2 separate regions of the Mus musculus genome follow, and region 1 is linked to region 2. Evidence: chromatin contacts called from public HiCAR-type data. All regions are on one chromosome and are shown on one strand. The core of a region is the stretch at or near the end of the contact, and the rest is flanking DNA. Distances in the headings are between cores, read along the strand shown. Region 1 overlaps Ralgapa2 (Ral GTPase activating protein, alpha subunit 2 (catalytic)). Region 2 overlaps Cfap61 (cilia and flagella associated protein 61).

The links. HiCAR-type assays count read pairs that join an accessible place to other places.
Region 1: a contact with region 2 is called in a HiCAR-type map of embryonic stem cells, with 2.3 times the contacts expected there. The contact joins two enhancer-like sites. A contact is called at or near these places in 3 of 484 Hi-C or Micro-C datasets (the C10 cell line and embryonic stem cells) and 3 of 115 datasets of contacts at active chromatin or transcription factors (embryonic stem cells and large pre-B cells).

The regions. Positions count from the first base shown.
Region 1 is chr2:146,296,631-146,302,680 of GRCm38.p6, reverse strand. All of the region lies in intron 38 of Ralgapa2 (Ral GTPase activating protein, alpha subunit 2 (catalytic)), which reads left to right. Among named protein-coding and RNA genes, the nearest start is that of A930019D19Rik, 40 kb to the right of the region's middle. Within about 2 kb of position 2,415, at least 14 of the 459 cell types and tissues checked have an H3K27ac peak or open chromatin away from gene starts, as enhancers often do. A contact at or near this core is called in embryonic stem cells, where this site is marked.
Region 2 is chr2:146,058,688-146,064,184 of GRCm38.p6, reverse strand. The region is part of intron 17 of Cfap61 (cilia and flagella associated protein 61); the gene reads right to left. Among named protein-coding and RNA genes, the nearest start is that of Gm34629, 38 kb to the left of the region's middle. Within about 2 kb of position 1,459, at least 79 of the 459 cell types and tissues checked have an H3K27ac peak or open chromatin away from gene starts, as enhancers often do. A contact at or near this core is called in embryonic stem cells, where this site is marked.

The DNA.
Region 1 (6,050 bases), core at 1,166-3,665, 240 kb before region 2:
ATGCCTGCAATGCCCAAAGAAAGTTCTGAGACCAGTAGGCAGTAGGCTGGTCTAGGCCAAGCATGCAAATACTGACAGCTGAAATCACTTGTTGGAGAGTCTGCACACTCCGGCTCCAGCTGCATTCGTCAGTTGCTTTAAGGGAAGTGTAATCAGCCAGAGAGATGCATTTGCATCTCAATTAGAAAGGAGTTGGGAGGAAGCGCTAGGGTCTGTTGCAGGAAGGTTGTGGAAGAAATCTCACTGAGCACAAAAGCCTCCCGGCCTTGTCCTCCAGCTGAGTGGAAGACAATGTCCGAGGTTTCGTTTCCATAGGGACCAGAAACCTGCTGGGCCCCAGAAGAATCTCGGGTTTGCACCGTAATCATTTGGTCATGATGACATAAATTCCACTGTTGTTCCTAAATACATTTTGCTATTAAAAAGCTGTTAGAATAGTGGAAATGGTTGTCATACCAAAGGCATGCTAGAGGGTGTTTGCTGACCCTGCTTACTTTCCTCATATGCTGTGAGCATATCTAGGCTTTTGGCATTTATTGATGTCTAAATATTCAAAGAGCAAAAGGTCATTCCATAAATGACAGAGTCTCAGCATTTACAGTTAGGGGGAATGACATTGCTTCACAGAGAGCCATCATTTCTAATTCTTCCACACTTTTCAGCAGTAGAACAGCATGAACTTTAACACAGGGAATAATAATCTGACCACTGCTCATGAAAATGGTCGTCATCTAGCTTTAGATAACTCCAGCAAACCTACAAGAGGGAAGCCCCACCCTGATGGTTGAAAGCACAAAGTACTATAATTAAGTGTTTTCATGGAATATTATTTAACCGGTTACTTCAGTGACTGGGGTCTATACCAGACAGACAGACCTTTTGTTTCCAGAGTTCTTTCCTTTCCCAAAAGTCTGCGCTGGAGCCTGCAGAGAGCAGAGGCTGTCAAAACCCTGTGTGCCAAGTGACCCACCATAAGCAGGAAGGTCTCACCCTGAACAAGACTTGTATTTCTGTTTTATTTCGTGCTTTCTTGAGTAGTTCGTGGGCTCCAACTTCAGAGCGACAAAGAAAAGGTTTAAAAATAGGAGGAAAAAAAGGAAGAAAGAAATCTGACTTATTCAGACTGAATTTTCTTTATTTAAAAGACAAGGTTTGAAGTTCATCTTTTTACTCTGGAAGACAGAGGGAACCATTTTCCTAACGATAGTCTCTTCCAGTGACCACGGACTGAAACAACACATCTCAGGGAAGCATCAGAATCTTAATCCAACATTAATCAAATTTCAGTTTACTAATTATCTATCCCATTTTGAAAAGTCCGGCATCAACAGAAAACATTGTAGACTCTGGGATTATAAGCAGTATTTTGAAAGTGAGACTTTCTGTTATTCAAATCTCTAAAAAGGATAATACATGCCTTATTATAATAAGAGATTGTGCAAAGCCAAAGGAGGACAAAGCAGCAGGTCCAACTGGTGATCCCTTCTGTGCGTCTGCAGTGGGCTCCCAGCAGGTCTCCTGCCACAGCCATTTGCAACATGCTCAAGGAAATTTTTTAATCAAAACCGAATACTTTTTTTTTTTTGATAATCTGAGTAAATACAATCCAAATGCCATCATGTGAGCCTTGAAGGGGCCTCTTTTTTTTTTAGTTTTCTCTAGTACTGAGAAACTCAGAGCTCTGAAACATCTTGTTTTTCAGGTATGGTTCTGTGGTTCTATATATTGAAAGCTTTTTGCTACAGACCATTGGGACCTAGTGGAGAAGGCTGGTCAGTAGGAGGATCAGTGCTGGCCTTGCTCCCTCATCTTCCTACATCCAGTGAGCCCACATGCACTACCATCTGTGTATTGTGTTTGCTCATGCCTTAGACACAGCCAGCTTAAGGAAGGGGCAGCTGCTTTAGTTTTGAGCAGAGTAGCATGCTGCCTAAATGCCCCAATATTTTAGCATAGACCACTCTCTAGTTATGCCTTGTAATTCCTGACAAGACCACATCTGATAGTCTGTGTGTCCAGACAGTCTTTTACTTATTGTTTCACCATAGCCACAAAAACAAATGGGACCACATTCAGTGGCTTACAGTTTTTTATCTTCAGCTTATTTCTTCAGTGTTTCATTTCAGGCTCCTATCTCCTGTTTGGTCCAAGGATATAAAAGAGTACAGAACGGGTATCCCTTTGCCACGTTCACGCCTTTAAACCTCCAGTACAAAGCTTTGGTCTTTCATCCACCCATGATCAATGAAGGGGCTGCCTCCTAAAAAACTCAGTCTGCTTGTCAGGGAACAAGCCAGCCCTTAAGATGCCAAGTCCCTGTGGTTCCCCTTCATTTGCCTATGAAGTGGGATGTAAGTCTATCAGGGCATCCAGGCCTTGAGGCAGATGTATGCCTGGAAGTGCAAAGTCTCATACCTCCACAAAGGGTAGGGCAGGCAGGCTGGCTGGGGGGATTCTGAATTTATAAGCAGAGTTCCAGAATTCCCCCAGGGCCCACTTTTCAAAGGCAAATTAGTACGTTTGCAACTTGATCCCTGGGCAACTTTTGACAGTTGTTCTAAGAATAATAAAACAGATGGACAGAATAGATTTTGGGGTTTCCATCCAAACTGCCATCCTCTGTGGACTTTAAAGAAGGCGGAGAGCCGATGGGGGAGCTGCTACCACTCTCCATTGTGCTGAGCCTCTCACACCCAAGACTCATAACTCTCTCCCCAAAGAAGATGGAAACTGTCATCACATTATATTCTCCTGCTGAGTGTTCAGCTTGGCTATGAGAAAACAAATAGGATATGTGGAGTTTTATTCTTTTTAACACATTTAAAATTAAATTAATTGAAGTCAGGAAAAATAAATGTATACTCCCAAGACACTGAGGTTACTATGGCTATCAGAGGAAAAGTAAAATTTGTTTTAAATTGAAGTAGCATGTTTATAAAATCTTGTACATCTTTAAAGAGCTTTCAACTATTATGTGCTTGTTAATTTTGAAAATAGAATTTATGCCCAGCAGGATAAACATATATGGTGACATTTACATACATTAAAAAAAAAACACAGGTGTATCAGGAGAGACTTTAAATTACCTGAGTTGTGCTCTAGACTTGTCAGAGACATGGTTTGTGCTTGACTTTGGATGAGAGAAGTATTTCCTACCACCCTCTTTCCTGCGGATTGTCCACCATTAGGACTTCACTTACCTACATTGGAGGTGAGTTTCTGTACTCTTAGCCACTCCCTCCTTTCTGGAATCCTATGCCCTGCAGTCACTGCTTGGGTCAGAAAGGTCATAGAAGGTCATCTAGGTCTTAGAGCTCCAGGGCCATCCTAGGGGTGAGAGAGAGAGAGACAGAGACAGAGAGACAGAGAGAGAGACAGAGGGGGGTGAGGGGGGTCAGAAAGGCAGAGAGAGCTGAACCGGCAGGTGGAGTAACTATTCAAGTAGATTGTCACCAGCAATGGCACACTAGAATAGTACATTTTCATTTATCTGAAAACAGACACGAAGGAATGTAAAGCCTGCGTCTACAACTCATGTTCTGCAGTATCATCACTAATATCATAGAACTGGATCCGAGTGTTTGGTCAGGTTTGGGGGTTACTTTTGCATTCCTGGGGAAATCCCACATTCCACATGCATGCTATCCATACTCATTCTTACCACTGAGCCCTCCCGCTTTCCTCTTGAGGTCAAGTGCTCATTCTCAGTGACAATTCTAGTAGGAAAGAGTGCAAGGCACTGCCTTTCATCCTCGGCAGGCATCTCCTACAAATAAATGCTGGGCACATTTCAAAGTGTCTTTGTTATAGTAGCCACATTTTTCAGGCATGTATGAGAACTGGCCTTAGAAATTGGGTTTCAGTTTTAGACTGGTAACTAGTTCTTTGGTTTTGAACAAGTAATTTACCTCTACCCATTTCCTTATTTGTAAAGTGAGGAAAATAATTCCCCAGACAGATTATTGCTAATTGTTACGGAATGAAGTGTATGCAAAAAGCTTATCCTTAAAATGTAACTGAGGTGTAGTTTCTTCCCACTCATACGGCATGGCCCCAGCCCAGTCTTGTCATGTGTCAGCCTCCTCCTAGTTTCACTACTTCTGTTATCCTTGAAGATCTTTCGAGAAAGCAGAAACTTTTCCTTCAGGCAGAAATCAAAACATCTAGCTCAAAACCCTCCATAGTATAGAAAAATCCAGAATCTTTCTAATAGTCCACAAACATGGCAGCCTTGAGAACTACATTCTCTGCCTAGAACTCTTGTCTGCCCCATCCCTCCACCTAGAATCTTCTTAGCTCCTTCTGTTTCCTTAGTCTCTGTTTTTTAAACAGAGACTATTTATTACAAAGTGTTGTAAATACTAAGCTCTGTTCCTTGAGCAGTATTACCTCATATTTTTTCTTAGTTCCTGCCATTTAATTGTTGCATCTTTCTCCTATGAGTACATCAACTGCAGAGGACAAACTTACCTGTCACCATTTGTGACTGTCCTCACCCTAGAGGAAGGAAAAGGCTTGATAAAGTGTGCACATCATATAAACATCATATAAGGGCATGAACAAGTGAGCAGACATATGCTGGGCTTCAGGGGACATCTGGCTTCTAGCTCATTCTCTTTAATCAGAAGTAGTTGTACCCTACTGGCTTCCAAAACACCTTTGTTCCCAGGTCCCGCCACGCATGCCGTGGGAGCTTTGGGAGTTTGCTTCTATCTTTCTCCTCCAGCACGTGTCTGTGGCCCTGGCGTTACTATAGGTTGAGGAGATGAGTGGCCTTGCTCTTGTGGGGCCTTCTTCACCACTAGGGCTTATTCTAGGGTGTAGGAAAGGCCTTAGTCAGCATCCAGTGGTTCTTCTGGGTCTTTCAAACACAAACTACAAACCAGAATGAGAGGATGGAGGGAGTTCCACTAGGGAAGAGTGACTCCGCCTAAGTGTGTCTCTCATTAATATTTTCATCAGTTTATTTTGCAAGTCTCATTAGGCTAGACATTTCACAAGGTTTTGTTGACTTTGTTTTCCAAAAATATATTCAGACACTAATCATAATTGCTTACTTAAGTACATCTAGCCTGGAGGAGTTTTGGTGAGCTTGCATTGGGAGAACAGCATATCATTGTGGACATAAAGTTGCACCTCTTGTTTTTGTTCAGAGGAAGAAAAGGAAATTAGACTGTAAGCACCCCCCCCCCCCCCAGTAAGCTGGGTGCTGCCCTGGACCCACTGACTGCCTCCGAAGTCTGTCTGGATTCATATTAGGAAGTATGCTCAGTAATATGGATTTTGAAAGGATGTGAAGTATTTTATAGCATAAAATTGTCCTGCTTTTACTAAGATATAAATAGTATCTTAATGCAATGGGATTAAATAGACTTGTTATTTTTTAACCTTTTGTTTAATAGTTCTGTGAAACAGAAAGTTCCTCCAAGCTTGACTGATTTTGACTTTGTTTGTTGATAGTAAAAAAAAAAAAAAACTTTGTAAAGAGACATCTATGGGCTGGGGAATATTAGAATATTAGCCTTAGCTCATAAGCCCCAACAACTCATGTTCAGTGTTCATTCCTGCCATCTGTTCTATAGAGATCCCTGAGAACATTTGACTAGAGGTTTCCATCTTCTTTAATGCTATACAAGCTTCATTCGTGTGTGTGTGTGTGTGTGTGTATGTGTGTGTGTGTGGTGTGTGTGTGTGGTGTGTGTGTGTGTGTGTGGTGTGTGTGTGTGTGTGGTGTGTGTGTGTGTGTGTGGTGTGTGTGTGTGTGTGTGTGGTGTGTGTGTGTATGTGTATGTGTGTGTGTGGTGTGTGTGTGTGTGTGTGTGTGTGTGTGTGTGTGTGGTGTGTGTGTGTGTGTGGTGTGTGTGTGTGTGTGTGTGTGTGTGTGTGTGTGTGTGTGTGTGTGTGTGGTGTGTGTTTCTGAGGTTTAAACCTGGAACCTTAAGCATGCTGGTTTCCCAACCCTACACTGATACGTTTTAGCATATTCAAAGTGTACTAAACTCTATTTGAGGAGGTTAGAACTAGCCTACAAAATTCTGTTCATGGTTTGT
Region 2 (5,497 bases), core at 210-2,709:
TCATCTTAATGGGAGTTAGCTATCATCGCTCAGCTGGTTTCTTAAGAAGTTGGGACTTTTAAACAAGCAGCCTAGGGCTTAGTTTGATAATTTGGACTTTTAACATAAGTAACTCCATTTGGGGCCTGGTTTCAGCATTGCTAGCCACAAAGCCACTCTAACTTGTTGGTGGAAATGGTAAGTATATATGAATGTGGGCTGCTTATGTGGCCATGTGGAGAAGCTCTTCACAGATCTTATCTGTTAGCTCAAAGCTTAGCTCACCAGCTAACTACAACAGCGGCATAGAGTGAGCACTGGTCTAAGTGCTGAGGTATGAATGAGCCTTGAGAGGTGAGGACACAGGCAAACAAATGCGATGCAGTGTATGTGAGGGGGCAGTGTGTTGGGAAGCTACTACTGTGAGTGAATGCATTCAAAAGGCACAGGATTAAAGGAACTCATTTAGCCCCAGGGACTGTGTGTCGGTAGAGTAGGCAGGACTGTGCTCTGGGACGCAGGCAGTTCTGGACTCAGCTGGACAGCCCTGGAATCAGCTGGCCCAAGATAGCAGGAAAAGTCAGGGAAGGATTCCCAGAGAAAGTGACAGCTGAGCTGGCTTTACAAAAATCAACAGAGTATCTCCAGGCAGACAAAGGAGAGAACTAACTGGGGGTGAGGGGGAGCCAGAGCGAGGCTGAACAGAACACGCAGGTCAGTCCGTCTCTAAATGTAAGTTCACAGACTAGGTCTCTCCAAAGGCGGAGCTGGCACTCTTGGAAATATAGGAAGCAAGCATAGAGGGAAACACAAGGAAAAGGAACAGGAGTTAAGGAAGAAGCGGGAAGGGGGGGCTGAGGGCCAACCGAATGTGCCTCATCACCTCCCATTAGCCAGTGTTATTTGGCACATCTCTGAAGCCAGAGTGAAATGAAAACTCTATTCCTGCAGAGAATAAGCTGTTTGGTGCACATTGGGCAAGTGGCCCTGCACTGCTGGGTTCAGCCCCTGGGCATCTGCTACAAAATGACAGCCCTTGAAAACAACGCTCTTATTCTGAGACTTTCTGTGCAAGTGAGTGCTCTTTCTAGGTATAGTTTTGTTTTGCTTTGAATCTTGCTTTCTTTCACCATTTCTTTAGTTTTGCTCCTGGGTATGTTCCAACACACACATGTCCAGTGAACTGGCTAACACACGTGACTGCTTTTAAGGTCTAGTGTGTGCCTCTGTGCCCATGGCTCGTTTTTTTTTTTTCAATCAGCCTCGGTACTTCTGTTGACATCCAACTGTATCTCTGATTCTGTCTCAAGAAATTAGGGTGCCTCCTTTCATCCCAGTGCGAACAATGGTTTGGATTCTCTTTCACACGACTTTAAAATTCTGCATACCAAAAGGCTCACTCGGGCTATTGTACAAGCAATGTACAATGGGTGTTTTGAAAGAATGGGCTTTTCTGAACATTCCAACGGAGTGTGCGAAGGCTACAAATGCAGTTCAAAGGAATTTGGTCAGAATCAATGGAACTGCTTCTTGGTCCAAGTGGAGGGCTTGGAGGGAGGAGTAAAACAAATCCACCTTCTTTTTAAATTGAAATGAAAAGAGGCTGGCGGGCAGCTAAGCAGAAACCTCAACGGGAAGGAAGGCAGGATACAATAAATGGGAGTGGCTCTTGTGAACAAAAGTGAAAGAGGCTTCTTAACAGAAGGTGCCAGGCTGATTCAGCGGGCCAGATATTTCACATCTGACGGGGGAAGAGAAGGCTCTCAGTCCACTGCTAATTCTTATGAAACAGGGAGCCCCCAGCATGAAAGAAATTGCTTTTAAAAATTCCCACCTGTTTCCTCTTGGAATTAATTCCTGACGATTCTGACATTATCTAAGGCCCGCCAATTGCCTGTTCCCAGTAGAAACTCCTCTCTCCCCAAAGTTAAGTGTTTGATATACCCCGAGTTTTGAAAACAAAACCAAACAGTGAAAACAATATTCCATAATTAATTAGCACAAAGGCTTCCCTGTGCCTAGCCGTCCTGGTGGGAGCTGGATTGGGGCTCTCAAGGGTTAATGCTTATGTGGTAGCAGGTGTGACTTCCGGGAAGGCTCACATCAGAAACACAAAATCAAACATGAATCCTCAGGAAAATTCCTGCTTTTGCTCAAACACAACCCCCCCCCCCAATCTCCTACAATCCTTTGGAGTGGCTGGCAGGAGGCAGGGACAGTAGTGTACCATAATTAACACCCGATCACCGTTAACATCTCACTTGGGTTGGTGTAAAGAGAGGTCACGTACTTTTAATTTCTCACACGCATGTCAGTGGTAAACAGTCCCAGCATTCCCGTTAATGACACCATCTGGCGAGTCCCCTAACTGTGTAGCCTTCAGCTTCCAAACAAGATGTAATGTCAGCAACACATGAAACCCACTGACATTTACAGTAAGGAAATTTATTATCAGCCATTGGTTTCATATAAATGTGTTTGCGTGACTGCCAGGGCTTTCAAATCGTCACCTTTGCCAGGCGAGCAAAGGAAGGTGCAATAAATAATGGATATTAAGCCATGCATGTACTACCAAATCATTAAACATTTATCGCGCAGGCACAATAGCATCTTGAGCAACAGTTACCACTTGAAAAATTAATGCCACTTTTGAGGGTTGAATGGGAGCCATTCAGTCTAAGTGTTAACAGTTTTTGTTTCAGTACAGAATATAAGGATCCCCCAAAATTTCTACTTTTTAGGTCGAACATGACTATGTATATGTAAATAGCGCTTTAAAAATAATTTCATCTTGAAGAACAATTGCTTTATGCTCTTTTGTTAAATAGTAAACATTGTAGCTGAAATGTTTTGTGAAAAGAAAATAATTGTTTAAACCTTTTCTCAATACCATAAATGGCAGAAGAAAGGTTCTTTGGGGATTAAATGGTATGATTCCCTTTAAAGACCTTAATGGATTCATCAGTTATGGTTGCAATTAAACGCCTTTAATTGTGGATTAAGGACCCGAGTATAAAGTCAAAGCAACAAAATCTCTTGAGTAACTGAGCTGCATTTGTCCCCAGTCCTATTCCCTTAGAAATATGTCCCCAAACATGCGAGTGATTTTCTTCTATATGTTTGTCTTATGAGTATCCATTGCTTTGAGTTAATAATGAAAAAACTACAGATAGAAGGAGGGCGGTTACTGTTTCTTTGGAGGGTTTAGCAAAGAATAATAGTGTTTGATTGAATGGAACAAAGAGAAGCATTGGTGGGAACTTTACTGGCTTGCTGGATGTGGAACTTAGAAGGTGGGGAAGCCAGCGCTGCCCTGGGGAAGTTCTTCCTTTAGCTGGTAAAGCTCAGCTGCAGACTGGGACATCCAGGGACACACAAGGTGACACAGGACACAGAAGGTGAGGCTCTAGAATAAAATTTCAACACAATCTCAACATGTAAAATTGTCACCTAGGGAGAGGACATGAGCTAAGCCCTACTGTGAGTGTGAAGCATTACCTAGGGGAGAAAGAAAAAATAGGTGACAGACAGACAGACAGGCAGGCAGACAGGCAGGCAGGCAGTCCTGGGTTCAAATTAAGAATTGACTGACTAGGAGACGTATATCCTGCCTTGTAAGGGTTTGATGTTTTCGTGAGCACCGTTACTCTAAAAGCCTGTACAATTTTATTGGATTGCAACTCATGGATTCCACTCTTCTCTTCCCTATAACCTATCAAAAACGCTCTGAAAGGCAGACCCCACCCGCCCACTACCCACTGCCAGGGAAAGTCAGAGAAAGCTGTTCTTGAAAACCCAGCAGAATGCTGGGCAGTGGTGGCGCATGCCTTTAATTCCAGCACTTGGGAGGTAGAGGCAGGCAGAGGATTTCTGAGTTTGAGGCCAGTCTGGTCTACAAAATGAGTTCCTGGACAACCAGGGCTACACAGAGAAACCCTGTCGTGAAAAACCAAAAAGAAAGAAAGAAAGAAAGAAAGAAAGAAAGAAAGAAAGAGAGAGAGAGAGAGAGAGAGAGAGAGAGAGAGAGAGAGAAAGAAAGAAAGAAAGAAAGAAAGAAAGAAAGAAAGAAAGAAAGAAAGAAAGACAGAAAGACAGAAAGAAAGAAAGAAAGAAAAAGGAAAGAAAGAAAAGGAAAACTCAGCAGGAAATTGGGATTTGGGTCCTGTTCCTAGATGAATTTTAAATTAGTGGAGGAAACTTTGAGACCTCCTGCTTCCACCTTAAATAGTGACTATCAAGGGGGCCCACCCCCTCTTCTTTTTTTCTATGTTTTGGGGTTGACATCCATGATCTGGCTAAGACTAGGTATCTGCAGTACTGGCTCCTGGTGCTATTGGGCAGCCTGTATGAGAAGCGGCCATCTTTTGTTGACCTGAATTAGAGATCAACAGCTGAAGTTGGTGACAGGGTGGGAGTCACAGGAGATCAGTATGCAATCCTATGAATATGCCTGCCTACCAAGCACCCCAAGCCATGGAGACGTATTTAGAGTTGAGAGGCTTCTCTCTCTCCATAGCTGTCCTTAGGACTAAGGGAGTCTTCACTGTGTAACCAAGTGGTCTGAGTTCCATGCGTCCACCCGCAAGTCTCCACGACACAAAGAGACTTCTTCAAGGGTGAACTTTAGAGGCATCATGTAGGAGTTAACTCAATCCAGTGGGACTCATTGTCCTATTTTAAAATGACATATACTGCTTGAGCCTTACCATTAAAACAACAACAACAAAAGTATGGGAATTTTTTCCAAAGCTGTTTTCTAACAAATGTTCCGTGAGAGGCCACACACTCACCCTACCCTTCCATCTGTCACTAATTAATTTACAACTTTCCTAGACCTCTAGCTGTTCGTGCTATATTTTCTGGAAATGACTGTCTGCTCTATCCCAGGGGGGAAAAAGTCACGAGCAACAGCAAGGAGGCATCTCCACAGTGGTGCTGGCTCCAGTAATACTTTTAAAGTCTGCTTTCTGCATAAGTGTGTTTGTGTGTATGTGTGTGTGTGTGTGAGAGAGAGAGAGAGAGAGAGAGAGAGAGAGAGAGAGAGAGAGAGAGAGAGAGAGAGAGAATGGCACAGTTTTCCTGACTCCTGAAGGGTGGGGGTGGGGAACAACGGTTAACAATGAAGATCAAGAAACAAAAAGCCATTCAGCAGATGCATGCCATTTTTTCCCTCTTCAGTGTGGACCAGTTTTTCTTGTTAATTATATCACCTATTCTTTCCTTATATTGATAATTACATAATTACACGAAACAGATGGACGACAGAATGCACCCAGATGGTGAGAATGTAAACAGGCTTACAAATAGCTTATTCTTAGGCATATTAAAAAGAATTATTCAATAATACATAGATTTCTATACTCTGCACATCTGTCAAGTAGAGCCTTGGAAATGGCAGTTACTTTGACAATTTTCTTTTCTTCAACAGATACAATATCCTCCCTAGGAATTCCTGGGTAGCCAATTGCCATGGAGATAAGATATTTATGCTTTTCCAAGTATCGGGACACCTGAAAGT